Linked DNA regions of Mus musculus: all the other regions are linked to region 1. The links are chromatin contacts, called in public HiChIP or PLAC-seq and promoter capture Hi-C maps. All regions are on one chromosome and are shown on one strand. The core of a region is the stretch at or near the end of the contact, and the rest is flanking DNA. Distances in the headings are between cores, read along the strand shown.

Region 1 (4,310 bases), core at 939-3,438:
CAGAATTAATCATTTCTGAGCTATCATTCTTTGCTGGGTTTAAGACTTTATCATTTTCTATTTTTTAAATTCTAGGAGATAAATACCATAAATTCCAAGAATACCAAACAGTAGAATGTTAAAACTTCTATTTCTCTTTTCTTCTAATTATAAACACTGAACCTCAGAGCCAAGCAACAAAAGGACAGTACTACTTAGGTACCTCTTTGTATTCATACTTTTTTTTTTTTAATTGGTTTTACCTCAAGACACCAAAGCAACAATGGTATCAAAAATGAGCATGGTCAATTCTATTTACACATTAGTGAGACAGGAAAACTTGCTTCCTATGCTTTCAAAAATCTCCCAGAGACAAGCACTATTACTTGATCTACTACATGCAAATGGAATGCTAACAACAAAACAAAATACCAACTTCTCTATCTACCTGGCTCTTAATAAGCAACATGATGTCCCAGAACACAACAGGAGTATCTTGTACAATGGCTTAAAGTTTGAGCAAAAGAGTGACACTCTACTCATTATCTCAATAACTACTACTCCAAGTGGTTCAATATGGTCTCTCTTCTGATGAGATGGTTTCTTTGTACAGTTGTGCTTTTAGCAGTTATTAGTAGTTATTAGCTACTGTTTTCAGTGCAAGTGAAAAGTTAAAAAAAAAAAAGAAGTCTATGTTGAACAAGAATGAAGGTGGCTGTGTCCATCTAACTTGGAGGTTGGAAAAGTTAGTATAGTGTCCAACATGCCACAGTCCCACTAATAAGAATTGTCAGAGTTAAATATCTAAATGTTAACAAATGAACTTACAGATATTTCTTTTGGTCTAAGTACATCACGGAAAAGAAAAACAGGCCATTTAGAATGTCTGCCTTAGATTCAAGAGATTTCAGAAGAGACAAGCACCCTCCTGTGTCTGCCTTTAGATCTACCTGTGGCAAGTCACTTTGGCCACAGCCTTTCTACTTCGGTAGAATATTTACTGTACACCCAAGGAAATCACACACCTCAGCCTTCAAGTACTAGGAATGCACAACAGGAGATTAAAGCAAGGACTCTGAAGACAGACACGTCACTTAGCCTTCCTATGCCTCAGTTCCCTATCATGAAGTAGAGATATTATTGCTTGCTTTACAAGATCTGATAATAGCCAAAGATATTAAAAATGTCCTTAGCACATCCCCTGGCATGTATAAAACCTTCCATAAAGCTAAGCATTAAATTATTTTTATTCCTGTCCCTTTTCAGACACTTAATGGGATTCCAAGTTTAGGGATGATGCAGGGTGTCAGCAAGTGACACCCCCTCCTACTTCAGCAGGACAAAACAAAACAAAAAAAGAAAAAACAAACAAACAAACAAAACCAGGTAACGAGGGGAAAAAAACAGAAAGAAAAGTTTTAAGAAGGGTCTAATGAAAGTTTTTGGCTAGCTTTTCTCCTGTGGTGCTCACAGGCCTTGTGACACTGTAAGATTTGGCACACATTTCACTTCTGACAGGGGGAAAACAACTCAAAGATCAGCTGGTGACTGTCCTAGCCTAACAAAACCAAATGTCCAGACACTGGCTTATTTATGCACTTCTCCTTAGGACCTCCCAGGAATTCCTTCTCAGACCTGCCCCTCCTCCTAGCCGGGTCCAAGGCAGGCAGGAGCCTTTCCGGTTTGGTCATGGCCACCCTCAAGGTCACACCAGGTTTCAGAGGGCCCTCCCCGAGGGTGGCGAGCTCCATTCGACCCACACCTGTAGCAGTTCTTGGCAGAAAGCTCGCACTGAGCGCAGCGAGGCAAGGTCCAGCTCCTTAACGACCAGCTGGCCATCGGTGCCGTCGGGCCCGGCGCCCCCAGCCTGACAGAGCTCCTGCCTGAGCTGACCGGCCGCCTCCTCTGCTCGAGCGCGGTCCCGACATCCCATGATGACCCGCGCCCCCAGGCGGAGCAGCTCCGCCGCGGTGGCACGGCCCAGGCCGCTGTTTGCTCCGGTGATCAGCACTGTCTTCCCGTGCATGAGGCCCGGGTCCCCGCCTCCCTGCTGCCGCTGGTTTCTTGGCCCAGAGAACCGCCGGGCCGCCAGCCACAGCGCCCCGCCCAGTGCGGCCAGGAGCGCTGCGGCCACACTAGCCACTGCCATAACCTTCCGGGCCCGGTGCACTGGGCCTAGCGCACAGGTTCCGGAGTGCTATGGGGCCACCTACACGCGAAGGACTCTGGGGCGCCGCCTGCTGTCCTGGGCTACTGCGCGCGGGGCTTTCTGGGACTTGTAGTTTTGCTCCTAAGGCTGACTTGACTTAGCGTTCAGGAAGTACACATGAAAGCCCCAGCGGATTTATTTAGAAGTGGACAGTGTTAGAATTGGTTATATGCCTATAGACAAAATGACATTTCTTGGTAAAATTCTTGCCACACAAGGATAACAAAAGACACAGCCCCAGTTATCAGCAGTATTATTGATCAGACTCATTCCACCCTGAATATACCTTTTCTAGGTGATGCTGCATATAGAGATTCATTCATTTGACTAACACTAAAAGTGAGCAATGCTTTTTGAAAATTAATTAAGCTTCTTGTGAAACAACTTAAGTGTCAAAGTTCTAAACTTGTCTAAAGAGCCACCCATTACAACTTATAGATAGATGCAATGATATCCAACATCCTTAGCTTTAAAAAAGTAGAATGCTTGACTGTAGCTTGAAAGTTCAAAATTTTTTCCAAAAAGCAAAGAAAAACACCAAAGGAGCTAAGTTTTGTGGTCAAATTCTCAGAAATAACTAGTCACTCTAGCCATGCAAAACACATGCCGTTTGTAATACCAGACTGTTTATTTTTCCTCCCCATCCCTAGTTGCGTTTTTGAGCAATGCCATAAGGCACATGGGCCGTGATGGTACCAAATTTCTGTGCTGATTCAATGTGGAACATTTGGTCGTCGAAGAAGATGTGGGGCCGAATCTTCACTAAGATGGGACCTTTAGGGGCTCCAGCCAGGAAAAGAGCTTCATCTATCTCTAGACCCCATCGGCGAAGGGTCTTCAGCACACGGGCACCTGAACTCGCTGCACTACGAGCTGTAACCAGGTAGGTCCTGATGGGGCAAAGCAATCGTTCGTCTTTGGCATAGAATTTTTTCTGCAGTTTCCCTAAATCTTCCAGAAAGCTTTTAAGAGGACCCTGGAAAAGAGAACGTAAGTCTCAGCTGTGCAAGGGTGAGCAAAAGAGAAGTGATTACTGAAAACCAAACCAAACCAAACCAACCAGCCAACCAACCAACCAACCAACCAACCAACCAACCAACCAACCAACCAGGGTCTTATAAGACTTTAAAATCCACAGGTTGCTGACTGGCATGCAGTGATTCTGGGCTGACAGTACGATGCCAAACTCTCTACATTTATGTGAAGATATTTCCTGATACACAACCATCCCTTGCATGCCTGGAATAAATCTAGGATAACCACATCATTTTTCATCCAGACAAACATATTTTAAGTGTGAAAGAACGTTCTATAAGTAGTACTCCAGGGCAATAGGCATAAATTATCCCCGGTAACTGGGAGATGTGTTTCAGTTGACCACCAAAACCACCATTGTACCACATTGTTTGTCAGCGGAACGTTTTACCTTTGAAATTACTGTCACTTTGTTTAACTAGTTGTTTGTTTGGCCTGAGTCCAACCCTGTCTTGTCTTAACGCTATGTAGCTTTATAGTTTCTACATTAAGACATAATATTTGTTTCTTTTTATGTTATTTTAGTCTTTTCCATTGTTTTATGTTTACATCCATGCTTAACTATTTTATACTCATTTATGTCTTTTATGCGCATGCCGCCATTTGCATGCTGGCCAACATTTGTTGCATAGTACTGTCTTCTCAAGGAAATGCTTGTGGAAATCCTGTTTGACAATTTAGTATATTATCATCATACTGCTCACTGTCCCCTCTACCTGAGTGAGGTTTTGCCTAAAAATAGATTCCATGATTCATATTTTCTCTGAATAAGATGGAACTCAGGTCATCAGGCTTGGTGACAAGCAAGCACTCTTATCCTCTAAGCCACCTCACTGGCCCATTTTAAAACCATGTTTATTTTAGTGTGTGTGTTCAGGGGCACACACATGGTTAAATATACAATCAGGATAAATAGACATAGCTGGCTGAAGGGAAAAGTTCAGAAAAATATACAACTCATACAGCATTATTCTAAAAGTCAGGAATATATGAATATCAGACAGGCATTGTATGAGGAACAGGAGTTGATAAATGTGATATAGAATATATACCATTTCCCTAAATATGTGGAATTCAAAATATGCAA
Region 2 (4,310 bases), core at 1,220-3,719, 950 kb after region 1:
GCAATGATAACCAATCGTTAAGGACTGTGTAGATAAAGAACAATTCTTTAACAAGATTTAAAAATATATATATACTCCTCATCAATCAAAGACAATTATCACATAAATTCCCTAAATGGTAATCACATTGAGGAATGATGCAAGCCTCTATGTTGTGTTTCATATCCATGGTCTTTTTATTCAGTAAATAAATACATATGTTCTATAAATATGTCCAAGGGAAATTTTCTCCACTTGTACCTCACATTCCTCATGATAGAACCTAAAACCAAATTCACTTAAAAGTTTTATGGAGTTATATTCTTCTTTTAAAAATCATAATTCCCATTAAAACCAATAAAAATTGGAATAAAAATTAATAGCAGGATATAAGCTTATAGAATCTTATCAATATATCTTTACAATCTGCTGGTCTCTTTGAGATGTGCCAAACACAACCACAATTTATTGATGGATATGACATTTTGGGGTATAAATTTTTATATGTGTTTTTCTTTACTCAATTAGTAAATCTTATTTAAGTTAATATTGTCATGAGATTTTACTTAGCAGTGGCCCTATATCCTAGCCAAAGTAGATACTTTCATTTAAATTGTTTGCCTAAATAGTCTAATTCTCCATTTTACTTCAAAATAGAAAATAGAAAAACTGAGAGGAAGTGAAAAACTTCGGCTTGAAAAAAAAAGCTTTACTGCGTAATAGTTGTGTAAAATATTCCATATACGGTATGTGAGAATGGAGGAAAGACTGTGAATGACAAAAAACAAATCTCTGATGATATCCCATACAAATTCAAGTAAGAGACCTTACCTCCAAAAATAAAGTGGTGGGTGATGGAAGAAAACACCCAGCATCAAGCTCAGGTCCCCCCATGTTCACAAAGTCCAGCTTGTGCTAGGCATCCCCTGCCTCCTCCTGAGCACTGAGGTTCGAGGTAGAAAGCTGCACCTGCTAAGTGTCTCCCTGGGTGCTGGGAATACAGATTAAAGTCCTCGTATAGTATGTGCTTTATCCTCTACAGCCCTGATGTACCCAAAGCCTCGTGGTGTCACATATCACACAGAACATATTGGATTTCATTTGGTAAAGCCCTGGACCACCACTGACAGTCTTTTGGTCTTTGTTTCCATGTTTAGCAGGTCAGTGGCCCATCATTAATATGCTTTTTTTTCATCAGTCACTATATCACAACTACTTGCTCCCCACTCCTGCTCAATTCTATCTGACACTCTTGCTGAGCATGTTCTTCCTAGGATCTTATGCCAGGGTCTCCCTTTGGAGACCACCAGGCTCCTTGTTCTCCTGCCTTTCCACAAGTCCTTACACATTGTGGAGACCTGCTTGTACTATCTCCTAGTTAAAACTCTATCATCAGGCCCCTCTCTCCTGTAGAACAAGAAATGCTACATATATATCTTCCCACTAACTCCCTCAAGCATACATCCCCTGGAGCCTCTATACTTTGACTAAGAATTCCTCACTGTTTTGTTAAATGCCCCATTTTCTCACACTGCATACTTTAATGTCCATCTTTGGCAAGTTCAGCTCCAATTGCACTCTTCCTCTAAAAAACCTTTGCAGATAAGCTCCAGCCTTGTTTCTCTAATTTTATCCATAACAACAGAGCCTTGAACCCCCACTTACCTCGTTTCTCTGTGTCTGCTTGTACTACTGCCTCCCTCTTGTAGCAGACAGCACCATTTCCTAGTGCTCTCTGTATCCCTAATACAACTCTCAATAGAAATGGGATGGTTGGGGTAGCTACTTTGTTTATTTTCCTAACAACAAGCTTTGGAAGATGCCTAAAAATATCAAGAGTAAGGAAGCTTAGAGAGAGAGAGAGAGAGAGAGAGAGAGGAAATGTACATGGTAATGGATTAGATGAGTGTCTATAGGTTGGGAAGGAGGAGGGAAAGGTGATGGACTCTGCTTTGAACACAGAAAATGTGCCCTTGGCATCCACTGCAATCAGGATGTGATTTTAAAGCTGCAAGAGCTCTTGATTAGAATGGAATAAAAAATGAAATTGTCCTTCCTTTGCAGATCCCAGGCCTAACACACCCACCCATCTCTTGAAAACTTCCTCCGAGATGACGCTGACTTTCTTTAGACCTGTCTCTTATCCAAATAATTCCTAGGACAATAATTCACATTGGTCACATCTTCAGCTCCTTTATCTCTCTGCATGTGTGTGAGCTAGGAGAGAAGGAAACAGAAAGTGATTTGCAACCTGGCACAGGAAGGAGAGGACTGTCAAGGAGACCAGATATTGTTTTTGTTATTACTGCCTCGCTTTTAAGCGGGATCTGTTTATTGTTATTGTCCTGCCCTCTTCACTGATGCTCCATCCATTTCCTCATTGCAAGTGTGAAAGGAAACCTGGCAAAAGTCACCCTCCCTAGAGCTCCGAATCAGTCATGGAATCATCCCGAGGTTCAGCAAGACATCTGTTAGGCATTTGGAGCTCCTGTCCGCCCTGCCTTCAGGGATGTCAAAGCAAGCAGGCTCCTTTCTCCTGGAAGGCTGTAAAACACACAGAGATAAGAAACTGGAGCAAAGTGCTAGTGACGCCCTGCTTAAAAGAGCAAGTGCTAGACCCTGGAGGATGCAAGTCTCAGAAGGGGAAACTGGCAGACAGGCAGCTTACATAGACAGACCTTACACTTACACTGAACTCAGACAAAAGACAGCCAACGAGTAAATAACATGTCAGCTGCGGAAACTAGTTACGTGATACAACTGACTACTTCTCTACACAGGAAACTGGTAGATGCTCCTGTGAAGAGTTTTGGATTGTGTGTGTGAGTTTTTAAAAAGCCATGCTACACTGAAGAGCCTTCTTGGACACACTGACTATTTCTAGTGATAGGTGTCGAGTAGGGATTCCAACAGATTGGCAGAAATGTTTTGTTTTCTCCCTACAATTCAAAAGTTTACCAAGGAGAAAAATCGACACCAGAGAGGAAGGAGAAATGAAAAGAAAGAAGAGACAGAAGCTACTAAATAAAGGTTGTGGTATGAAATATCTATAGACACAAGTTTCAAAGAGAAACAAGAAAACTGGGCCAAAGAAAGAGAAAATTTTAAATAATAAGTTTTAACTGACTCCATGATAAAAGAAATCCTTGAAGCAAAGCCACAACTGTTGCATCAAAATGGTTGCAACTCCCAGTTCTCACTGGGAAGTTCAAAAGCAAAGTAAATGAGCAAACCTTGACTGGGAACAAGATTTGAATCATCAGAACAAAATGCAAAGCTGTGGGGTCTGAGAAAAGACGGCATAAGTAGAGGACAGGAGAGAGAGAGAGAGAGGGAGAGAGAGAGAGAGAGAGAGAGAGAGAGAGAGAGAGAGAGAGAGAGAGAACAGGAGGGGGAGCAAAGGAAAGCCAGACCAAGAGTTGGATGCCTGCTTCATAAAGTATTAATAACTTGCAAAGGGTTATTTGTCATTGCTGACTTTAAAAATTTATTACTCTATATTAACAAGAGACCAGAATGTCCAAAGTCATTGGCTTGGAGTGTTTTTAAAATGTGTCTTCATGTAGGGGACAGTGACCCAAGTTGACAGGCAGTCTCGTTGTGAAATGGGAGAGCAGGGACTCTAAATCTGCCTGTTCCCACACTGGCTGTTGTGATAATGGCCAGAGAGCACCTCTGGGGCTCAGGGAGACTTTGAAGTCCAGGAAAGTTTTGGATAGCAAAGTAGGAGTGGCTGTGGACGAGAGGATGAGAATTTATTGTGGGGACCTTTGGGGAGGTTTGTATAGAAGCCTTAAATTAACTTTTAATGCATAGGAAATTCTGAGCTGTCACCCACTGTCTTAACTTGATTGCTTTCGTGTTTGCTGAGTGCTTTTCATATCACCACAGACCAACTTCTGATTTGCAATTTTATTAAAACAACACGGGGGGAATTGAATGCCTCCAGCTTTAGTATAAGGGGTCAGGAGGCAGGAACATGGGTACCATTAGATCACTACTCCATATATGGCTAAGGGAAAGATGCATGGGGAGTCTCGGGAATGTTATAGATCTCCTAGAATGTGTGCCCTTAAGGAGGGGATGTTTTCAGAGTTGCCACCTTCCCATCGGCCCTCTTCTCTTCCACTCTGAGGCTACTATAAACTTATGGTCCTATGATTTCTACCTGTATTTACACTATGCTACCAGCTACATTCCATATGCCCCATCCACTGGCCTTCCCTTCCACTGAACTGAACCTCTCTCCACTTGGCATCATTCTAGTTCTTCAGAACCCTGGATCTTTCCTGACCCCTCTCCCAGATGCTATCAGGTGCCTCCTACCTGGA
Region 3 (4,310 bases), core at 1,151-3,650, 930 kb after region 1:
TTTGTACAGCCACTAAATCTCCTTCATCTTTCATGACAGGGATATCTTCGAGGCTCCATCCGATTTGTTGAACATGACCTCCCCTGCCTGGGGCCTTGCAGCCTTCCCTCAAGAAAGTGGGCTCTGCCAGGTGTTCTCCACCACATCCTTCAAGAATGCTTCCAAGAATTCCCTCCACGTCACCCTTTTCTACCCCAGAGCACACCAGATGTTATAAATGCTGCTGTCCTATCTTTCTGCTTGTCTTAAGACGAATCTTAAAAGAAATATGAAGGATATATCTGGCTATCATCAAATCCTTTGGAATTACTTCCAAATAGAGGGATTTCAGTAACTGCCTCTTTACCTTGGCTGGTCTTCCCTTGAGTTCAAGTTGTTTTTTGTTTTGTTTTGTTTTGTTTTAATGGTAAAATGAACAGCCACATTTTGCTTTGTTTTGTTTACCATTTTCATGACGCACTATGTTGCTTTAAAAAAAAAAGTATTGTTTCCGGGTCAATTATCACCAAATGTAAATTTGGATCAAGGCCAAGACCTAATGGTCCTCAGTTCAGACCCAACTGGGAGATGACTATAACACCTGCCCGATTTGAACTCAGATTTACTTTCTCCTGTGCTATTCTGACGTTAGATATACTTCTCCAGCCCATTTCTTGAGGAGCTGAACAATCAGTCATTTTCACAAGGTAGAGCTAGCCAGCCCTATTTAGCAAAAATCACAGCGAGGTAAATCCAAAGACAAAGGAGTCGGGACCTGAGTTACACTCATCTACTTCTCTAAGTTTTACTACTAGTAAAAGCAATTTCTCCTTAAAAAATGCAAAATGCACCAGTGAGATGGCTCATCAGATAAAAAGCATTTACCACACAAATGTGATAGAATTTGAGCTCCAGACCCCATTGGAGAAGCAAAGTGACCACTCCTAAAAATTGCCCTCTGACCTCCACATGTGCGCCATGGCAAAATTCACACACACATTTATACACACAGTCAATTTAATAATAATAGTAATAATAGTAACCTATCATTATTATTAAAATAATAATTTTAAAATTAAATGTAGGTTGTGGGTTTGGCGCCAAAGGAGTTCTCCTTACTCAAATTCCCCTAGAAGAAGTACAAATTGTGGAGCATGGGGTCCCATTACTATCAGGCTGTAGAAGAGTTAGAGTGATTGGTTATTTTGAAATGCTTATTTTAAGATCCCATTTGATTTGATATGTTCAGAAGGTCAAGGGGACTCAACTATATAAAAGAAGCCAAGTGATTCTGCTGCAAGAGACCAGTAAACCCTACTCAAGAAGAAATTATACTAAGGTCTCACAAGTTATCCTCCAGAAAAGAATTTATAGAGCCAGTATTATTAAGTCAAATTACATCTTAGAGTTATTTAATCCAATATCTAAAATATTGGATTAAATAGTTAAGCACACTTCATTCTTGGTTTGTGATGTTTCAAGTGTTTAAAAGAGGGTACAGGACATTTCCAACGCCCCACCCCTCCACCCCAGAACTCCTATTAATGACATAAGTACAGTGTACTGATAGCAGTTTAAAAAGTATTCACTTGAGTGCCTGGGATCAGAGCCACACCAATTGTCATAAAGACTGCTGGAGCTCTTGCCATACTTTAAGAAAGTTGGTGAACCACTGGCACATCTGAAAGAAAGCAGATGGGATCTCCAGGGACTTGCTATTCATGTCACCTGAGCAATGGTCTTGCTGGCCCTGAGATTACATCCAGCCTCTCTCCGCTCATTTCTTTGTACTGCTTTAGCCTCTGTTCTAGTCCTACTCAAGCTTGCTCACCAATACCACCCGGAACATGCACTCCATTCTCCCAAGTTAGTTTCTTTATAATTGATAATTTCATCTTAAATTATATGACTCATGTGTTTTCTAGTTACCATCTCTCCTTTGAACAAAATCATGAAAAGAAGGTTCTTGCATTGCTTGGTTACATCTCTAGTACCAGAAATGTAGAATCAGTCTGTCCCTAAATCCTGACAAAGGGAGAGTGAAGGCTGAGGCCCCAAGGTGTCCCCCATTTGATTGTGTTGTTCCTTTCCTCTTTGCAAACAGACAGGAACCATTATGGCCTTCATTATGTCTTCAGCTCATCATGCATTGTTTGTTTGTGTTTGGTGGGAATTCTGAGACACCTAGGAAATTCAGACAACAAGCAAGTGCCTCATTCACAAGATGGATACCAAGAAGTGCTCTAGGTCATGAAAAGAGAAGTGGCTGTTTGTTTTCCTTTGCTGGATGAAAAGAGGCCAAAAGTCTTTTTGCAGTTCCACCAAAGAGCCAATAAAACAGAAACAAAACACACGTGTGCCAAGAGTTCAACAACAAGGCGGAAGTGGCTTAGGTTTGCGGTCTGTTACCACATGACAACATTGAGTTGGAGCCAAGGTATTTTCTGTTCTCTGCATGTTGGAAGGCTTTGCTTTGAAACAGAGAGGGAATAAGAACATTGCAGAAGAGGAGAACCATGTACAAGACAGCAGTGTGAAAGCATCAGGAGAGACTTCTCACCATCACAGAGGGATTCTAAATTGCCCCTACAGAAGGGTAAGCAACTAGTTACTGCAACTACTTAATACTATGCAATGCTTGAAGTCTCGTTGGTATCCAGCATATTTTTATGCATATTGTTCATAGATGTTTTCATTTATAGCATTGGAGTGCATAGCTGATTTGGCCATGTAGCCCACACATTTAAATATTCACTATCATCTGGCTCTGTTTTATAGAAAACGATTACCAACCTTATCCCTAGAGGGTGAATATAAGAAATATATGACACAACAAGAAATTGTTAATCTGATCTAAAAATCAGTTTCACATTGTTCAACTTAGTTATTCACTCTGTAGGATCTGTCCTTCAATATTGACCTAAAGAGTACTTCATCTCCAACAGATGGAAATGCCCTGGTATCAAGCTGTATAGTACTTTGCTTTTGTGTTTGGTACTCACTACATATAAAGTGCCTTCTCTATTATTAGAAAATTCTATCATAGGTTAAAATTATGTTCTCCTAAAATTTGTATGTTAAATCCCTGATACCATAGAATGTGCCTGGTTTTGGGAAATGGGACCTTACAAATGTTACAAAGTACAAGGTGGAGATTATGAATCAGGAACAGTGTGTAGACAACTGAAAGTCTTTATTCTAGTTTGCTGGGACTACACTCAGGTATTCGGAACCTAAGTGTTACCCAGAGCATTTACAGAAAGAGTCTTCTACTAACAAAAACCACATCCTAGTATCTGGCTCTACAGCTGTGGTAGGAGGTTTTACACCAGCAAACAGTTTAACAGAAACTAAGATGATTTAGTTGGAGCATCTTGACCTCACGTTCCTCGAATCGAGTTGAGTAATCTTCCTTGGGATTCCCCATCACGGAAATAAAAGTCGAGTTAAACAAGAATATATAATGGAGAAAACTTCACACTGTCTTGCCCTGTCACAAAAATGGTAACTTAAGTTAAAATTCAGTAAACAAGGCAACCCTGATCCACCTGGGTGATGTATTTATAGGAAGAGGATAGAGCCAGACAACGTTCCACAAGCCTATAGTCCTAGAAGGTAGAAAGATTGGGCAAGTTTTAGAACAACCTCAGCACATATTGATCTCCAGGCCAAACTGAGCAACAAGCTGAGTGAGGCCTTGTTTGAGGCAAAACAAACAAACAAACAAACAAACAAATAAAAAATGCTAGGGTAGAGAAACACCAGTGAGGTGTGCATAGCCTGGGGTTAGACCATGCAAAGGTACAGGAAGGAGAGGATCTGTAAGCCAAGAAGAGAAACCAGAAGAAATCAACTACTCACACCACCATCTTAACTTAGGACTGTAATTATAACAAAACTCATTTCAGTTGTTTCAACTACCCATTCTGCGGCACTTTATGCAAAGTAGTTCAGTCACTCGAGCATAAAAGTTATTCCTCATTTTTACTTGCATTCCTAGTGACATCTGAAGCCATGTGTACAGAATTCATTGACTAAACTTTACAGAATTGAATAAAATATTATATCTAAAACCTGCTGTGTCCAGGGGTATGGGAGGAGAGTTCTAGCATGGTAACTCAGAACTCTCTACCAAATTGCTCCAGAAGGTTTTAGAGGGGCCCAGCCAATCTACAATGTATCAATTCCAACACAAACATCAACTTACTGTCTCTGATGACCTACTGTCTTCAATTTAAACTGAAGATGTATAGCACCCCCTCCCCCTTTTCATTTGGTCTTCTGAGAAAGAAGAATAATCAGAAAGCTGGATGTGAACTCCATTGATTAAA
Region 4 (4,310 bases), core at 1,336-3,835, 880 kb after region 1:
AGAAGAAATATAGTATAAGAAATTGGCTGCATACGAGACGGATGTAGATGCTTATCTCCAACCAATGGACTGAAGTTGGGGACCCCTGTGGTTGAATTAAGGAAAGGCTGGAAGAAGTTCAGGAACAGGGCAACCCCACAGGAAGAGCAGTAGTCTCAACTAACCTAAACCCCCAAGATCTCTCGGACATTGAGCCACCAACCAAGCAGCATAGACTAGTTAGGGTCCAAAGCCCCTGACACAGGTGTACCAGAGGACTGCCTGGTCTAGCCTCAGTGAGAGAAGAAACACCTAACCTTCCATAGAGTTGATGTCTTAGGAAGTGTGGAGTCCTGGAAGGGTGGGGAGTGGGGGTGGGGACATCCTCTTGGAGATGGAGAATGTGATGAGGAACTGTCGGAGAGCAGACCAGGAGGGGGATAACGACTGGACTGTAAACAATTAAAGAAAATCTAAAAACTGAAACCAAAACAAAACCAAAACAAAACAAAAACCTCAAAAATCAAAGAAATTGAAATGTCTTTTCCTATGAGAAATATCAAGACTTATTTTGAGCAAATAGACATTAAAGGACTCTATATTAAGTGAATAAATTATCTCTCTATGATGTGTTACAAAGATGGCTGCATGAAGTAGCATCATTATTACTTATTTCATCACCAGAGAATGAAATGGAATGAATGGAAGTGGAAGGCTAGGAAATGTAGTGTCTGAGTGACTGAGACACTTAGTCTCTGTGACAATAAAGCTTCTAACAAATCTTATGGAGTCACCTGGCATGTTAATTATTCTACCACTTAAAAATTAAATAAAATAAGGACACAAGATTAGGCTGATTTGGAATGTACTGGTACATCTGGGAGAAGTAAATATGATCAAAATATAATGAAAAAAATTCTTAGGGAATTAATAAAGTATATACATATACATATAGATATGCATACACACCTATGTATAACTTCTTTGATGAGTTGTGAAAGCAATACTAATCTATGTGCATAGAATGAACATTTAGATCGCAGGTGAACACTGTATCAATTTAGCAAAGTAGTAGATTATTGTCTAGGGTCTATGACTCCCTCCATCCACAGATTCTTGGCTAGGTTTGCAGTACCAACTATGACTTTTCTCCTATCTTTCAGTGTCCAGGGACATTTTAATAGCAGATGCCATTTTCTAAGTACATTTGGCCCCACTCCCCAAGCCCCTATGTAGAAACCTTAGCTCCCAAATATTGGTATTGAGAGTTGAGGTCTTTGGAAGATAGCTAGGTCAAAACATTGTAGTCTTCATGGCTGCATTAGTAACTTGAAGGATGTCTTAGAAGAACTATTATCAAGAAATCAGACAACAAATGCTGGAGAGAAAGTATTAAAAGGGCCTCTTTATTCACTGCTGATGGGAGCTCAAATTAAGATTGGAAATTATTATGAAAATCAGTTCTGAATGAACCAGCTATTCTGCACTATGGCATATGCCCAAAGAACTCCATATCCTACCATTGAGTTAGTTGTACATCCATGTTAACTGCTGCTATATGACAGCAGGAAAATGGAACCAACCTAGATGTTCAATGACAGATTAATATGTAACAAAAATATGGTACACATAAAAGTGAAATATTTTCAACTATAAAATGAAAGAGATGTTGACATTTTCAAGAAAAAATTCACCCAAACTCAGAAAGGAAAAAAAAAAAAACCCCACATTGTCTCTTATCTGCAGATTCTTGCCTATAATGTATACTGTATGAATGAAAGACTGTAAGACTAGGTAAAGTACAATCTTTAAAAGGAGACTAAACAGGTAACATTAGGTACTAAGGAAGGACAGAATGCGGGGAGAAGGCACCCAAGGACTGAAGAGGGACATAAAGCTAAGTGTTTTCTAGTTTCGAAGTTGTCGTTATCTTTTGTGTATAAGTGAGTAAAAATGCGATTGACACTGATGAAGCCAAGCCCTAAGCAAAGCCCCATGGCTTCAGAATGGCCATTCTAACTGTGCAGAGGTTCACAGAGATTCATATGGTCTGAGACTGGACAAGTGTTAAAGCAGCTACGTGAATGCAGTTGGGTGATGAGTTCATTTATGAGTTAATTACACCAAAGTGAAAATATGATGTGTAAAAAGAAGCCTCAGAGAGGATTTTCATTTCTTCCTCCAGGATAGCACAATCTATAAATCAGACAGCCAACCATCCCTTGGACTCCCCGGGTCTATAATTACAAGAAATGAACTTCCAGTCATGAAACTGGCTCCAGGTTGCAGCAACCCAACTGGACTAATGCAATAGAAATCTGCCACTTCTCCCATTTGTGCTTTCTTCCTCCACAGTGTTCTGCTCACCAGACTCCGTGAGTGTCAGCCTTCAGCTCACCACTCTCCCAATTCAACAAAATCACCGTGCTTTGCTGAAGCCCACCTCCCTGCACAATGGAATAGAAAACCTCCCCTGGGGAAAGCCAATGTGCTCATTAGTTTTGCTTCATTTCTCTCCTTTCCCTTGGGGAATCTAGTACTGTACAGCCAATTGCTCAAGGTCCAAAAACAGTTATTTCACATATTTTACCAAGATTTCTCATTGTTTATGGTGTGAGTGAGAGTTCACTAACAGTTAAGCTTCCAACATGGCTGGAGGCTTAAGTGTTCCCCTGTAGTTATGAAGCGATAGGAATCTGTCACGAATGTGAAGATGACAGTGTTTGACATCTTAAAACGAATCATCTCGGGTAAGTTTAACCGTCTTTTAAAAAGTAAAATAAAACTTCCAAACCAGAGGAGCATGAATATAAGTGGAATTTTTTTTTTTTTAAAGAAACATTCCGATAGTAGATGGAACAGGAGAAAGAAATGGAGCAACTGTGCCAAGAAGGCATGTCAAATGAAGCAACAGATGGGACTGTTTACTCCTGACAATATAGAGATGATTGGGGTATTTGGGAAAGACTTTAAAATAAACACTGGATGTTTAAAATTCTCAAATAGCCAAGGAAGAACCAACATCGTGGAAGAATTAGAAGTTATAAAAGATTAAACGTAGACATTAAAAACCATTAGAAAATCGGGGCTGAGATAGAAGGAAGAGAAAAAATAGATTGGATATACTGAAGAAAGAGTCATACCAGAACACAGAACGGGTACAATCCACCGTGGTGTGTAACACAGGGGAATAAAGAAATAACATGAACTCTATCCAGACTGACTGAACTCAATCCAAGTATCTACAAAGCATAAACTCAATGTGTGTCAATTATAAAGAAAACCTTACATTAAAAGCTAGCAGAGAGAATAATTTTTAACACACCCCCAAAATGCTATAAAATAAAGCATACAGAATTCTTGAATAATAGGATGCTTCAAAAGCTAAACCTAACACATTCGGAATCGTGAGTAGGGTAACAGTGGTGGCCATAAACCAGGTGCCTAGTCATAGGAGCTGTTTCTGGATTCCAGCCCTGCCCACTGGTACACGCATGTATGCATTTGTCACTGCTGCTGTCTCTGAATAACAATAAATCCGTAATAATATGCCTTGAAACCTGGTAGCACAAAAACCTCCAGTTTTTAAGTTGCCTTAGTGAAATCTAAATAATGTCATAGATCAGCCATCATTCATAATGTGTCAGTATGCACCGATTTATTGTGACGCTGATTAGGATATTGATAAGAAGTATTGCCGTGTATGGGATACACAGGCAGTTCTGTGTACTAACTTTTCAGTTTCTTTTCTGGAAATCTAAAACCACTCTAAAATAAAACACCCATTGAGAATCTGATACTGTCTTCATTTCTTCATATCTATAAATACATTTTAGAATCAGCTTTATCAATTTCTGTATTTTATTAGAAAATTTTATGCAGTTGAGATTTTTGAGTTAATTTAAAGAGCTTGGTTATTTTAAACAACAGGGACCCTGATAAACCATACTGCTACATCTTCTCTCATTAATTCAGATTTTTTAATTCTTCAAACTTTTTACTTATTTGTGGTTTTGAACCTCCTTTTGATTTTTCTTTATTTTTTAACAAACAAGAGCTTAGAGATAGAGCGGTGTGCTAACACCATCAGGGACACAGGAGGTCACAGGGTTTTGGGGATAATAGGTAATCAAGTGGACAGCTCTAGGGACTTGTGAGGCCCTGTGAGGAGATGAGATGCCAATAGAAAGGCACAGATGAGGCAAGAAAGTGGCCTCAGCGAGCTGCGTCCCAGCATGGGGCTTTCTGTCCTTCACCTGAACAGAACTATGCCACCCACACTTCTACAGAACAGTGTGTGATGGTCCTTTGCATAGCTGTCACTTCCTGAA
Region 5 (4,310 bases), core at 1,239-3,738, 820 kb after region 1:
CCAAGCCAAAAAGTATGGAGAGGCCTTGGGACCCTGGAGGGGAGGTACTTGCAACCTCTCTGCCTGATCTTATTTCCTCCAACACACCATTTCTTTTTCTCAGTGGACCAAGCCGTTTATTTTCTGTAGCTTTCTTAGGCGTGGGATTCCAAGGGTCATGCCACCGACCTTCCCCGCGGACGAATTTCGTTGGAAAGGTGGATCTTTACATCATTACTAAAAACACGGACCTCATGCAAAATCTGGTTTCAGAGGACCAGCTAATAGGAAAACACAATGCAGATAAGCCACTGCGGCCTGAGGAGAAGAGAGGAACATGGGGCCTCTCCAGCTGCAGTGCCACCTCCCGCCCCCCACTCCATCCTGAGCCTTTTCACCATTTAATCTGGTAGAGACTACCTCTTCTAAGGTCCAGTATCTACTCCACGTGAAACTCCGGGCCTGGAGACTTGGTAAGCACTAGTAAATGTCCTGACTCGCTGCAGTGAACTCAATTCCTGCCTCAGAGCAGGGGTCCATGCGCGGCACAGTCATTCGTGTCCCTCTTGCAGTAGAATGCCAGTCCTGCCTCTGCCGCCCTCCCTATGGAGGGCATTAATGAAGTGTGCAGCCTATTAAAGTGGTTTATTCGAGGCTAATTGAGCGCGAGTGAGTTAACTGCTTGCATTAATGAGGACAGAGCGAACCCCACGAGCCCGAAGGAGCTCAGCAGCTTCCCCACCCCACCCCAATATCATCCTTGACATAGAATCCCCATTCGAACGGTGACAGATTTCCCAATCCAGGTCCAGAGGTCTGACCAACACCACACACGTTAGCTGCCCTTTTTTCCAACAAACGAGATCGAAGGAACCCTCTTTCCTTTGCCATTCTGCTATACTGGGATGCCCGCTGTGTCCCCAGGAGCCGGCTTCCCAATCTTAATGAAACCACAATTACTTTCGAGAGAGCCTGTGATAGACCATCTACCCACCAGTCCTCTTTGGTTCCTCCTTCCCTCCCAGCGAGCACAGAGCACACTCTTTCCCTGGGAGGCTGTGAAACTAGGAAAATAGCTTTACACGTGGTTCTCTTTCAAAGAGCCAACTTGCAAGTCCCATCCCGAATGAAATTCATCGAATTATTGCGACAAAGAAACCTATGCTGCTAACCTCTGCTCCGGAGCCCACCCGGCTTGTGCAGCAGGGGCTGTTGAGGGAGGACGCGGGAGATTTTTGTTTGTTTGTTTTTTGGTTTTTAATCAAGGATACTGCTGGTGGAAGGTAAGATTCCTTCAGCAAGCAGCCGCCCTTGTCTCTCTCATTTTGACTTCCCATCTTTTCCCCTTAAACCTGGATTAGGCTACTACCAAAGGAGCAAAATAGAATCCCCACGCTAGAGGTATCTGCAGCCTCCTGATTGTTCTGCTTCTGGGTCGTCCGGTTCTCCAGTTAGAAAACAATGTTCGTTTGTGTCCCCCACCCCCAGCATAGTTCTCCCTACACCAGAGACAATCGAAGGTTATGATTTGCAGGCCTGGGGACACACTGAAACCCTCTAATAGAGACCATCCCAAGCAGAGTCCAATTGTGAGGTGGATGTCAGACTCGCAGCAGCCCTGTGGTCCTGGGGTTTGAAGGCTTCGAGTCTAAAGTACAACTCTGCAAAAGAAGAATTCGTTTTAAAGCCCAACAGAGTTGGGGCAATGCACCTGTCCAGGATGCTGAAAGCTTAGGTTATGACCATCAACACTTTCTCCCCTCTTCCTCAGCTAAGGGGGGATAAGTCTGAATTAAAAGGCACCCTGCAGGAAAAAAAAAAAAGTTTGTGTTCTCTGAAGTTGCTCTAGTTTCTTAAGGGAAGCCTGCAGAGTGCCTTATAAAATCTGTGGGCACCTTACTAGAATACTGGAATTCTAGCTAGCCAAACACGGCTGCACTCAATGGCTCAGGCCCTTCTGTCTCCTTCCTTCCTCCCGAGGTCAGAGGCCAACAAGGACCCAGAGTTAGAAGTCTTTGAACCAGCATCCCCATCAACTCTACGTTGCAACTGCTCTCACTTTCACGGAGATCTTGCAGCCTTCCTTTGGCCAAAAGAACCGCCTTTGAGGACACTGAAAAGAGGAGGCACCAGCTACAACAGGGAACCAGAAGTGAATCTTGCGGGCTTTCGCCTCGCTGAGCCCAGGCGCCCCAGGGCTGCAGTTACCTTGTTCCGCCGCGGTCCCAGGGCAGAGCGCGTCTGTGAGGGTCGCTGCGCTGGACTTGAGTGACCAGAGACTCTGGAGCCGACTGGCACCCCTGGCGAACTAGACTTCTGACGCTTCTGTAGCTGCGGTGACTCCAAGAGTCGGACACGCGGGAGCGCTTCACAGCCCCGGAGTTCTACCCGCCGGGGTCTGCTGAGCCTCGCTCCTGGCTCCCTTTCTGAATCTGAACCAGTGCCGGCGAGAACTTGCTGGGGAGAGGCCGAGCTACGTCTCACTCATCCCTTAGCACCGAGCCGCCTACTTATTTTAATCCACCTCCCCCTAACCCCCCTCCCCTTGCCGTGCGATTTCTCCCCTCCCTCCCCTGCCCCCCAACTCTGCCTGCGCCTGCGCATTGGGAAACAAAGTTTTGCTGACCCGGGCAGCGGACTTTGGCAGCTGTGCTAGCCTGCCTTCTGCTTCTCCTGACCGGTGTCCCCTCCCTGATAATCCCACTCGACACTTTCTGTGTGTGTGTGTGTGTGTGTGTGTGTGTGTGTGTGTTTCTAAGACACATAAGATCAAGCAGTAGAAGAAACATATCTTACGGATAAGAGAGGACTAGAACCGAGCATTTCGGAGTTCTGTTCTGGAGCTTTGGGACCTATGGTGGCACCACCTATGAAAGCGGATAGGAGCCTAGGGTGTCCCCACACCAGCACCTTAGGCATACACTCAATTTGTAATCTGACAAAGTCGCTGCCGCTCTTCTTAAGATTTCCTCCTAGAAGTGACAGACTCCTGGTGTGGAGCAGCGCTCCTGACACCAAATAGTGCTTGAGACCTGGGCAGCGATTCTAGCAGAGCTGGCTGGTTCCTGGTGCGGAAGGACAGAGATTACTGACTGCGCGAGCCATAACATCCGAGTGCCTATGGCTGACCACAGACTCTGGGGTGTGGAGTTCCACAGAAACGTCCATGGCAGAGCGTATGAGGAGAAGAAGAGCTAGTTACTTGAACTGCAGACCTCCCCGGAATTCCATTCTAAAGCTCCAATCACATATTCTTTTTAGAGTGGATGGGAGTTTTAAAGAGCAGCTAAAGGCACTGGGACCCCTGGGCCTGCGGGGCTGGTTTGGGTGGAGTTTGTAGAGGGAGTTGGGACCTAGAACAACTACATCCTTGCTGTCTGCTTCTTACACAGCCCCAAATACCTCTTTACTATTGATCCCTGGAACTGACCTAAGGCTGACCCCAGTCAGCTGTCATTCCTCCCTACCACCTTTCTGGAATGCCTTACCTGGCTTTTTCATGGAAGATGGTGAGGTTTTCTGACTTCCTGACTTTGCCCCAAAGTTACTACTGCAGAGTGGCTCTTGTCACACACACACACACACACACACACACACACACACACACACACACTTCCTGGGGAGTAGGTGCCACTCTCACACATTGAAACAGTCCTTTTGGAAGAGTCACCTACTCCTCAGCTTTACTGTGCAAGACTGATCCCATGTGATCTCTTGAGGTAGCAGGAGTTTGATTCCTAATATAGGGAGTGATGATGGAGGATGGGCCACATCCCTCCTCCCACCTGCATAATTGAAACAGACTTGGTATTCGCAAACTTTTAGAATGGAACATAGCTTCCAGACTCTGGCTAACTTTGGCTAGAGCAGGGAAGGAACAAGAGAAAGGGCTATAGTTTACTCAGGAGCCCACTCCCACCTCCAGCACCCCACTGGTTACTGTTCAAGTAAGAGACCCACATAAGTGTGCCTATGTGCCTGGAATCTTAGCAGCTGTCAGTACTAGCAGGATCCTGGAAGCAGAGGGAGCTGAGGTCACCCCATTCCAATAGCTGGGGACACAGCAACAAAATCCAGTCAGGAATCCCAGGACTTCCTTCCACTTAGGCTCAATGTGTTCCCATAGTAGGCAAAGCTTGGATAATTTCCATGCTAAGGGCCAAAATTTCCCAAAAGAGTTAAACAAAATAAAACCTCTGCTTATTAGCTAATATACACTTGAGAAGAGCAACAACTCTACATCAAAAGTACAGACTCTCCTGAGACATATATGCACTAGCCCCTTATCCCCCAGGAGTCCATGCAACACAGTCCTCTATTTCATCATTCTT
Region 6 (4,310 bases), core at 1,272-3,771, 650 kb after region 1:
ATCTGTGTGGATTACAGGTCTGAACATATCACCAGCTTTGACAGGTGGCTTTATTTTTCATTTCAAAGAGGGCGCAGAGAAGGCAAGGGGAGAGAGGGAACACGTGCACAGCAGAGCTTTGAATGTGGCCCCAGGAAGGCTGGCTGAGGCATTTTCCTCAGTTCAGGTCACACACTCAGAAGAACTGAAACAGGGAGCCTTCAGATTCAGGGAAGTTGTCCATTTTGGCTGTGGGAAACATCCCCTTTCCAATTGGTGTTTCCACCTTTTTCAGCAACCATCTCTCAATTTGCCCTGCATCTTAAAAAGTGCTCCTGGAGTCAGAAATCTGTTGGGGATGACAGTGGACAGGAAAACCTCAGCCACAGCAGTGGTTCTACCAATTTCAGACAATGGCAGCATCTCTAGAAGCTGAAACCCAACTTCCAGGTCTTTTAGCACAGAGACAGCTAGCTGCCTAGCCCCAGGAGTCAAGCAGGACAGTATGCTATACACAGCTCCTTCTGGGTGAGGCTGATCCAACCATACCACTTGACAGAAAGGCTATTCACAATGCATTCATAGTGGAAGAGTAAGGCAGAGGCATAGTCGTTTGTCACCACTACCAAGTTGAGCAAGCACAAGCATGCCAGAACCTGCTCATAGTTTCTTGCACATGGTCCTGAAGACATATCTTGCAATGTACCAAACCTCACAGCATAAGGAAAGCCTCCCCCACTCAATAGCCATTATAAATGAGGGACTGCTACTTGAGAAAGCATTGTGAGCGTGGAAAGACTATTCTTCAAGAGAAAGGGGACTGAATCAGAAGACTGAATCAAACACTCAGCCTTACAAAGGAATAAATGCTGTATCTTCCCAAACTGCTGCTCAGAGTGCCTTCACCTGCGACAGTACAAGAATCCTCTGGAGAGGGATGGAGAGGATTAGTCCCTAATATAGCTAGAAGCATACACACACTTCCAACTTCAAAAGAGTTAAAGACACACTCTAGACTTCTTCACAAGAAGCTTAGCTTTATGAAAACTGAAGGGGATTTTTGTCCTCTGAGCTTTAGGGCACAGCAGGTTCAAGTTGCCCCTGAAACATAGTTGAGGCGCTAAAATTATATTTAAAGTATTATAATTGGTTTTAACAAATGTTCTTCTCTAATTGGCAGGGTGGTAATGTGTTTCAGAGGCCAACTAAGATATACTGATACAGTAGGGCTAAATTGGGACCTCTAACTTCTCTTTATTGTTTGCAACCTTGGGTAAATTGCTTAAAATTTTTAATTTTTGTATTTTTTTTTTGTCAGTGGCTACCTACTCATCACAACCATCCTTTAATCCTTCCCTGGCACTTTTGAATTTAAATTCTAAATTCCAAATTGAACATATTTTATAATATTTATATTTGTAATATTTAAAGAAAACATATAAATCACTAAATTGTTGTGAAGATAAAAACTGGATTCCAGTAATGTTTTTACTTCTATAGTTTCAGAAAATACGGAAAGTAGAGAGCAAGAGTGAGCAGAATTCTTTCCAGAAATCAAACCTGTGCAGAAAATATCCTTGGAATTTAGGGCCATGTGATATGCTTTCATCTATGGAAAGAACCAAAGTTTCTGTAGAGATATTCTATTGTATATCCTGAGTGGCTTTGCTATATCTCCCCGTAACAAGAGGAGCTCAGCACAGGAAATGCTCTTTGCCTTCTACAAGATCATCACACATAACTGGCATGGCCACCCAACTCTTATTATTCCCTCTTCACAAATGTGGAAAGTAAGACTTTTGAAAGTAAGCATTTATAGGTGACAGAGTTGGGAATGAAATGCAAGTCTTACTCTGTAGCTTCAAAATCTCACACTGGCCTTAGAGGGAGAGGATGCACCTAGCACTGAAGTAACTTGAGGTACCAGGCTGGGTTGGTATGGGGGGGGGGGGTTATCAGATACCAGGGTTAGAATCAGAAGAGAAGAGGAGGAATGGTGGGGAAAGGGGTGCTGGGAAGAGAGGAGCTGTGATCAGAATGTAAAGTGAATAAATAATTAAATTAATGGAAACAAATCACACCGTACTTACTGAGGTACTGAATTTCACTATAGCTTCTTGTAAAGTGTGGAACTTGCTCCTTCTGTTCCTATCTCTGATTTTTAATGCAATGTGTTACACTGACTACAGAGACTGGGCAACAAAAACTAATAAAATAAACATAAACCATAATTTTGGGTATTAACAAAAATAATATTTCCTTATATAACTATAGTTCATGACACGTGGTTTGAATATGTGATGTAGCCATTGGTTTATGTGTTTGCACACTTGATCTCCACTTAGTGACACTGTTTTGGAAGGGTGCCAAAACTTGAGTGGGTAGAGCCTCCATCGAGGGCGACAGGTCCTGGATATTTTAAAGTTCAACCCCAGTTCCTATTAGTCCTTTAGTCTCTGACAGTGGATACAGTGTGAGCAGCTGCTTCTTGTTCTTTCTTTCATACCCTCTCCTTTAGGGTAGATTGTATGTCCTGGAACTCTGAGCCAAAACAAACAGTTCTTCTGTTGATGCTGTCTGAAATTGCATCACACCAACAACACAGTTAATAAAATACACTTTCACATATTAATTTTTCAACCGTACTTTGAGTAGGCAGATGGGAAACCATTGAACAGCAAGTAAAGTCTAAGTACAGAGAGACCCTAAGCTTGTGCAGCCGGGTATGGATATCTCCTTATATTTTGTGTCCTGAGCAGCTTGCTCTCCTTATCCACGGTTCACACTGAATAAGTAAGTGCTAGTACCTAAATGTTCTTGGCAATACATCTCCATCATCTCTTAAGACATGGGTGTTCTGAAGCCACTGGAAAAGATTCATCTAGTACATAAGAAATAAGGAGCCCAAATGTTGTTACACCCAGAATTTCAAAACCCTTGACAAGAAGCAGCCTTTCAAATTAGACTGGGAGCTCCCACCAGACAGAAACTATAAGGTATTTTCAGTATTTTGCTCTGGCTCTGGCTCTGGCTTTGGGTCTGTCTGACTCATAGAGAATGCTTGAGATTTGCAAAGGTGGATCAACACATCAATCAAACAACCACAGACAGTTCTGAGTCTGGAGCTATCCCGTACCTTCTTCCACAATACCCCTTCCTTGGGAATTTTCTTAGTGCTTGGAAAAGATGGGGGCAAAGGAAGGAAGCCTTGCCAAGCCTCTCATCCAGGTAGCAAGAAAGCAAAGTAGCCATGTGAGTCAAGTTTCTAACCCTCCTTGGTTCCTTTGTGTTCCAGTCCCTTAATGACTCGGCTGTCTGAATTCCAGATGTTCTCCAGTCCTATTGAAGGTGGAGGAAATTCTTACAGTTAAACTAAGTGGGCCATTTTCTTTCACTCCTATACTTCATATTATTTTTGGAAGAATCCAGGCCCATCTTATATACAACTCAGTGGTGCCAAGCTTTCAGAAGCTGTCAATATCCAACTCTTTATAAGTCTTCTTGTACTTATTTTCACATTAGAGAGAAGAGACAGAAAGTCTAATTGCATTTTATAATTTCAGCTGAAAATAGACTTTTGGAGTTTTCTGCATTTTGCCCAACCATCTCCCCTAGACAGGGTAGGACAGAAAAAAATAGCCTGTATCCTAGTGTTTTTCTGGGGACAGGAAACAAAAAAAGGCATAGATTATGGAGAGGTGTGAGTCAACATTTACCTAATTCACATATTGGGATAAAAGGGTTTTTGATTAAATAACAACAGAAAATATAAACTAGATGATAAAATAGAATCTATTTCTGATTTAAAATAGTGGTTATTTTGTGGGTTGTATATACAAATAATGTTCATTGTGATCCAACTCAATTTACTTATTAAAACATTCTACTGACCCTCGACTAATTGGGAAACACTTTACCTTAACTTAGTATTCAACATTCTTCCTGTTTTGTCTTGCTTTCACAGTCCAAATAATCCAGAGCAGTAGGATAATCATTAAGATTTTACCTGGGAAAACAGCCCTCAGGAGAGATCTGAGACTGGTAAAAACACAGGCTAGCTGCTTCTGGGTGTTGGGTGTAGGTGTTGCACTGTGGTTTCAGAAGCAATGAAATGTATACAGAAAGATCTTAGCACAGGATTCCAACATTGGTATCTCTATCTAATGTTGCAATCTCAGCAGCAGAGCAATCTCTCAGCAAGCTGTTGGTTGTGATAAAATTTTAAAAGAGAAAGATATTAACTTCAGGCTGTCAAGTAACTTATAAATAAGGATATTTAATTGTGGGACACTCTTGTCTTTGGGGGCTGCTAGAAAAAAAATGGTACTATG
Region 7 (4,310 bases), core at 705-3,204, 530 kb after region 1:
GGCTGACACATTGGTAGACATATGGAGTCAGAGGTGTGGGTGGGTTGCACTTCCTTCAAACATGCAACTTCAAAGTCTCTGAGGGTGTCATCTGGCATGGAAACAAGTCAGGAACAAGTGGAACTCCACTGGAATTTCCAGTTATAAACGGTCCTATTCAGAGCTGTATGCTGAATTGCACAATAAGAGAACAAGGAGATGTTTCATACCATTGAAAGGCCTTGAGCACAGAATAAAGAGACACAACTTACACTGCTTTGTCTCTTGAGTTTTGAGGCCTGTTCTGTGTGACCCTAGGTTATAAAAATAAACAACAGTGCATTCTACCCCACCTTGGCAGAAGGCTTGCTTTGAAAGACTTACAGTTACTACATTCTAGGTAGAGTGTCCTTATAGGCTAAGGCATATGTTGAATTCAGGCACTGAAGAATCTGAAAATCGAAGAATATGAACTGAAAATTCTGTCGTGCTGGAGAGATGGCTCAGTGGTAGACTGTAGACTGCGCTTGTAGAGGCTCAGCGTGAAGGGCTATGGATCTACATGGGGTAGTCCACAGGAACCTTTACCTCTAGCTCAGTGACTGTAAGGGTGGTGGTAGTCAACACCTCTGGCCTCAGTATGTAGCTGCACTCTCATGTACATACACAGACATCTTGTTAAGAATTATAAAAATAGACAATAAAAAGTATAAAGCCCAACACTCATTAGCTATGCCCACTGCCTATGATTACATTTGAATCATTAACTGAATCCCTAATTAGCCCTGGACCATCCCCACCCATTTACCTTTCCTTTAATCAACTCACCCAGTGTTCTGTAGTAACTTGAGAGACCACCAATTTTGGGGATAATATTTAGAAAAAAATTCATAATTGTCCAAACTCAGAGTGCCATCTTATGCCAATCTGTCAGCATACAGGACAAGACAGATGAGTAAGAAGAACTTACATACATATCTCATGGAGTACTCTCCAGAGAAGTCTTCCATGATTAGAGGACAGAGACACAGAGAAGGTGTCTAAGATTCAGAACCAGCTAAGTACCAGCACTTATCCATCAGCCTCTTTTATATCACTCTTTCAGTTCTGTTTAAGCAACGTTGTTTCCAATACAATTCTCTTTCACCTTAGCAATAAAGTGATGCAAAATATCCTAGTGCACTAATGTGAATCAACTAGGCTATTCAGGATCCAAACAGAGATTTGTAGATATTACCCATAAAATAATTGAGACTATATACTAAGTACATACTCGTTGATCAATATCCAAAGATGATGATGTCCCAAGAACCTATTGTCTAATATTCTGTTTTTGATATGTAAAGTACACAGTATACATTTTTGGAAGTGCAAATGTAGATAGTACAGTGTAAAGTCTTTTCTTGTAACGCCCACTGTGTGTGTGTGTGTTAGTGTGTGTATGTGTTTGTGTGTGTTAGTGTTAGTGTATGTGTGTGTGTTTCTATATTAAGTACATGCATGTCCTGGTGCATATGTGGAAGTCTGAGGACAACTTGCAAGACTCAGCTCTTTCCCTCTTTCATGTAAGTTCCACATAACCAAACTCAAGTCATCAGGCTTGGCACCAAACCCCTTTATCCACTGGGCAATCCTACCAATTCACACTGTGCATTTTTGTATTGTAGGAATCATTCAAGTTTCCATAACACAATTTCCCCCAGACAAAAAGAGGAGATCTCTACTCACAAGCCAATTCACACTGGGAACACAAGGGTGCCAAGAAACTTCACAATGAAAGCTTGTGTTTGGGGTGTGTGTGTGTGTGTGTGTGTGTGTGTGTGTGCACGCGCGCGCGCGCACGCAAAGCAATGCAAATCCTAATCTAAGAGCATCACCATCCACTGGAAAGATGCCAGCCCCTCTCTCCTGTACATCCTCTGTGTGGATTAGTCACCAAGCTCCCAGTAACCACAATATGACCACTATGTAAGGAGGCTTTCTCCCTGAAACAATGCAGTTCTGTCTGATTGTCTTTGGGAGGCATTTACAGCTCGAGGACATAGCTCTGTTTTATTGAAAGTACTCAGTACTGACTTCTTAGAACATGGCTAAGCTCAGTTGGGCAATCACAGATGTTCCAGGGGGAGGTTCACATTCTTGCTATGGGGCACCCATCAGGGACACACACTGAAAGGTGAGGAAGTCTAAGCACAGCTCACAAGGCTCAGTGCAGGTGTGTTGACCTATTACTCAGACCAAATGCCACTTTCTCAGGTCATTGGTGGGATCTTCTCCTTAAAGGTTATACTAGGTGCATAATGGACGGAGTCTCCACTCTGTGTCAATAACTAATGAGATGAAATTGTGTCTATTCATCAACCTGGGTAGAGCCCTGGAATGTAGTAGCACTGCCCCGGGGACCACACTCCTGTGTACAGAACAAAGTTGTTATTTCTAGAAGAATGTGTCTGTTTCCCTGAGCCCTAGGCTTTCCCTATCCCCACCTCCATATCTAAGGATAGCAACCAAGTGTTCTTAAAATAATAAAAGACTGGCTGTGAGTCCTACAAAAAAAAAAAAAAACCTCAGGATTACAGTTTGTTTCTACTTGACTGAACAAGTCTCGGGCCACAGTACAGGAAAATCCTCCAACCACTATGCCCTGGCATCCTTTAGAATAATTGTCTTCCCTAAAACTTTGCTTCTGGGAGCTAGTCTTATGTAAGGTAGTGAAATTCATGGGGATTCTAAGATCTGGAGTTGAGCAATCTTACCTTGTCCTCTTTAGTAACTATCAAATGCAGGAGTGAGGGGGCCTCACTTCTGTGAACATGATTTTTGTTTCCCAGACTTCTTTCATTTAGTAACTGGCCACTCTCTCTTCCCTTCCTTACAGTTGGCAGCAGTGCAAGTGTAGGGGGCAAACTTAAGGTAGGAATAAACTCTGTTAATATCCATGTTCTGGACTTCTAGGTTGATACTGGGGAAAATGACATTTTATGAACCTATTAGAAGCACAGAAAGGAGATAATAAACAAAATTTGGGGGAAAAAAACTAGATTCTGGTTATAGCTCTGCCATCTATAGTGAGTGGCATGATGGCTCTTACCTACCAGCCCAGCCTCTGAGGACCTTCCTGATGATATCAATAACAGTTACCTCAAGAGTGGTAAGTATTTACAACTTAGAAAGTGGGACAAAGTATTTTACCTCACAACAGAGCATGGACAAGGACTTTTAAAAAAAGTCAGGTTTGGAAAAAGTCAAAGGACAGAATTCTAATTATATGATTTGAAAAAAAGTACTATGTAGCTAAAAGGTCTTTAGGAAAGTGAACTTAAGAAATTCTGAGTCAGGTCACTTAGTTGGGTTCCTATTTTGACAGACTTTTTAAATTACATTATCATAAATTTCTGAAAGATGTAAGATATAGCAGTTTCCAAGTCCATCAGACCATTGACCTTTTTCACAAGAGCATCCAATGACAGAAAAGAGGCTGGGGATGTGGTTCAGTGATAAATTGCCTGCCAGACAGGAGTTTCTCAGTATGATCCCAAGAATCTTTCAAAAGGTGCAGGCAGTTGGGAGAAATAATTGCTCTTAGGGAAAAGCTTTCTGATGAGCCCACCATGATGTTTTGGGGCCTGCACATATGCTCCCTTCCCCTGCAACCCTTGACATTGACTTTAGCTAATCATCATCATGCATTTTCAGCTAAGCTGCCTTGAAACTAAATATCGATAATGAAGAACTAGCTGCATCCCAAAAGTCTTCTCCCATCAACGTCTAAAGCCTTTTGCAGTGATAGCATATGAGCATTAACCACTGGGTATGACTCACATCAAGGATGCTAAAGTAAAGGAGTCCACAGCTTAAAACTCTCCCACAAGCACTAGACAGCAAGCCAGAGAAATGATCTCCATTGTGTTTAGAGGGATGGACACACCTGGGTATCCATGTATAGTCTTGTTTCTCAGAGAAACAGAAAATAATTCAGGGGAAAAAATAGGAACATCTTGTCTAAAATGACCCAGAGTCTAACAGCTGGTCAAAATAGGCATTGGTGAAAGATATCCCTTTATGCTTGTTTTTGTAACTATGAGCAGGTGTTTGCAATTAGCCCTTAATAGAACTTTGGAGCCTCTCTTCCAGTGCTAAATGATATCTGGCAATAGCATTTCCTCAGCATCCTAGAGGAAGAGTTTCCTTTGTTTTAGGTAGTTTGGCTTCTCTGGGCGTAAGATGGTATTAGCTAACCTGTTGGCACCATCAGAGAAAACACCTTATTGTCTATGGTGCTACATAAGCAGCTATTAGTGGCTAAGCAGCTCAAGGAGGTTCCATCTAAG

What was found. Promoter capture Hi-C pulls out the DNA fragments that hold promoters and counts their contacts. HiChIP or PLAC-seq counts read pairs in DNA pulled down with a chosen protein or histone mark.
Region 2: a contact with region 1 is called in a promoter capture Hi-C map of the 3T3-L1 cell line, with 9 times the contacts expected there. The contact joins the enhancer-like site here to the promoter of Rdh14 in region 1. A contact is called at or near these places in 6 of 39 promoter capture datasets (the 3T3-L1 cell line, cranial neural crest, embryonic stem cells and 2 more) and 2 of 115 datasets of contacts at active chromatin or transcription factors (astrocytes and pro-B cells).
Region 3: a promoter capture Hi-C map of the 3T3-L1 cell line shows a contact between it and region 1, with 10 times the contacts expected there. The contact joins the enhancer-like site here to the promoter of Rdh14 in region 1. A contact is called at or near these places in 7 of 39 promoter capture datasets (the 3T3-L1 cell line, cranial neural crest, embryonic stem cells and 2 more) and 2 of 115 datasets of contacts at active chromatin or transcription factors (astrocytes and cardiomyocytes).
Region 4: a contact with region 1 is called in a promoter capture Hi-C map of 3T3-L1-derived adipocytes, with 7 times the contacts expected there. The contact joins the enhancer-like site here to the promoter of Rdh14 in region 1. A contact is called at or near these places in 5 of 39 promoter capture datasets (the 3T3-L1 cell line, 3T3-L1-derived adipocytes, cranial neural crest and 2 more), 1 of 484 Hi-C or Micro-C datasets (cortical neurons) and 1 of 115 datasets of contacts at active chromatin or transcription factors (stem cell-derived neural progenitor cells).
Region 5: a contact with region 1 is called in a promoter capture Hi-C map of liver, with 8 times the contacts expected there. The contact joins the promoter of Osr1 here to the promoter of Rdh14 in region 1. A contact is called at or near these places in 26 of 39 promoter capture datasets (the 3T3-L1 cell line, 3T3-L1-derived adipocytes, the C10 cell line and 14 more), 1 of 15 datasets of contacts at CTCF or cohesin (the NIH/3T3 cell line), 17 of 484 Hi-C or Micro-C datasets (the C2C12 cell line, LSK cells, Sertoli cells and 9 more), 27 of 115 datasets of contacts at active chromatin or transcription factors (the NIH/3T3 cell line, acute myeloid leukemia, astrocytes and 19 more) and 3 of 9 other capture datasets (adipose tissue, embryonic stem cells and pancreatic islet).
Region 6: a contact with region 1 is called in a promoter capture Hi-C map of the 3T3-L1 cell line, with 6 times the contacts expected there. The contact joins the enhancer-like site here to the promoter of Rdh14 in region 1. A contact is called at or near these places in 6 of 39 promoter capture datasets (the 3T3-L1 cell line, cranial neural crest, frontonasal cranial neural crest and 2 more).
Region 7: a FOXA1 HiChIP or PLAC-seq map of pancreatic cancer cells shows a contact between it and region 1. The contact joins the enhancer-like site here to the promoter of Rdh14 in region 1. A contact is called at or near these places in 2 of 39 promoter capture datasets (cranial neural crest and hippocampal neurons), 1 of 15 datasets of contacts at CTCF or cohesin (the NIH/3T3 cell line) and 2 of 115 datasets of contacts at active chromatin or transcription factors (embryonic forebrain and pancreatic cancer cells).

Annotation. Positions count from the first base shown.
Region 1 is chr12:10,388,658-10,392,967 of GRCm38.p6, reverse strand. It overlaps Rdh14 (retinol dehydrogenase 14 (all-trans and 9-cis)), which reads right to left and starts at 2,188. Exons shown (of 2, transcript NM_023697.2): 1 at 1,742-2,188. The coding sequence starts at 2,128. Nt5c1b (5'-nucleotidase, cytosolic IB) reads right to left here. Exons shown (of 9, transcript NM_027588.3): 9 at 2,794-3,164. The coding sequence ends at 2,835.
Region 2 is chr12:9,437,095-9,441,404 of GRCm38.p6, reverse strand. No RefSeq gene overlaps it. Among named protein-coding and RNA genes, the nearest start is that of Gm46323, 68 kb to the right of the region's middle. Within about 2 kb of position 2,469, at least 20 of the 459 cell types and tissues checked have an H3K27ac peak or open chromatin away from gene starts, as enhancers often do.
Region 3 is chr12:9,458,456-9,462,765 of GRCm38.p6, reverse strand. No RefSeq gene overlaps it. Among named protein-coding and RNA genes, the nearest start is that of Gm46323, 89 kb to the right of the region's middle. Within about 2 kb of position 2,400, at least 5 of the 459 cell types and tissues checked have an H3K27ac peak or open chromatin away from gene starts, as enhancers often do.
Region 4 is chr12:9,512,341-9,516,650 of GRCm38.p6, reverse strand. No RefSeq gene overlaps it. Among named protein-coding and RNA genes, the nearest start is that of 1700022H16Rik, 56 kb to the left of the region's middle. Within about 2 kb of position 2,585, at least 4 of the 459 cell types and tissues checked have an H3K27ac peak or open chromatin away from gene starts, as enhancers often do. A contact at or near this core is called in 3T3-L1-derived adipocytes, where this site is marked.
Region 5 is chr12:9,572,620-9,576,929 of GRCm38.p6, reverse strand. It overlaps Osr1 (odd-skipped related transcription factor 1), which reads right to left and starts at 2,488. Exons shown (of 3, transcript NM_011859.3): 1 at 2,188-2,488.
Region 6 is chr12:9,743,287-9,747,596 of GRCm38.p6, reverse strand. No RefSeq gene overlaps it. Among named protein-coding and RNA genes, the nearest start is that of Gm23979, 100 kb to the right of the region's middle. Within about 2 kb of position 2,521, at least 5 of the 459 cell types and tissues checked have an H3K27ac peak or open chromatin away from gene starts, as enhancers often do.
Region 7 is chr12:9,853,950-9,858,259 of GRCm38.p6, reverse strand. No RefSeq gene overlaps it. Among named protein-coding and RNA genes, the nearest start is that of Gm22845, 9.3 kb to the left of the region's middle. Within about 2 kb of position 1,954, at least 38 of the 459 cell types and tissues checked have an H3K27ac peak or open chromatin away from gene starts, as enhancers often do. A contact at or near this core is called in the NIH/3T3 cell line and pancreatic cancer cells, where this site is marked.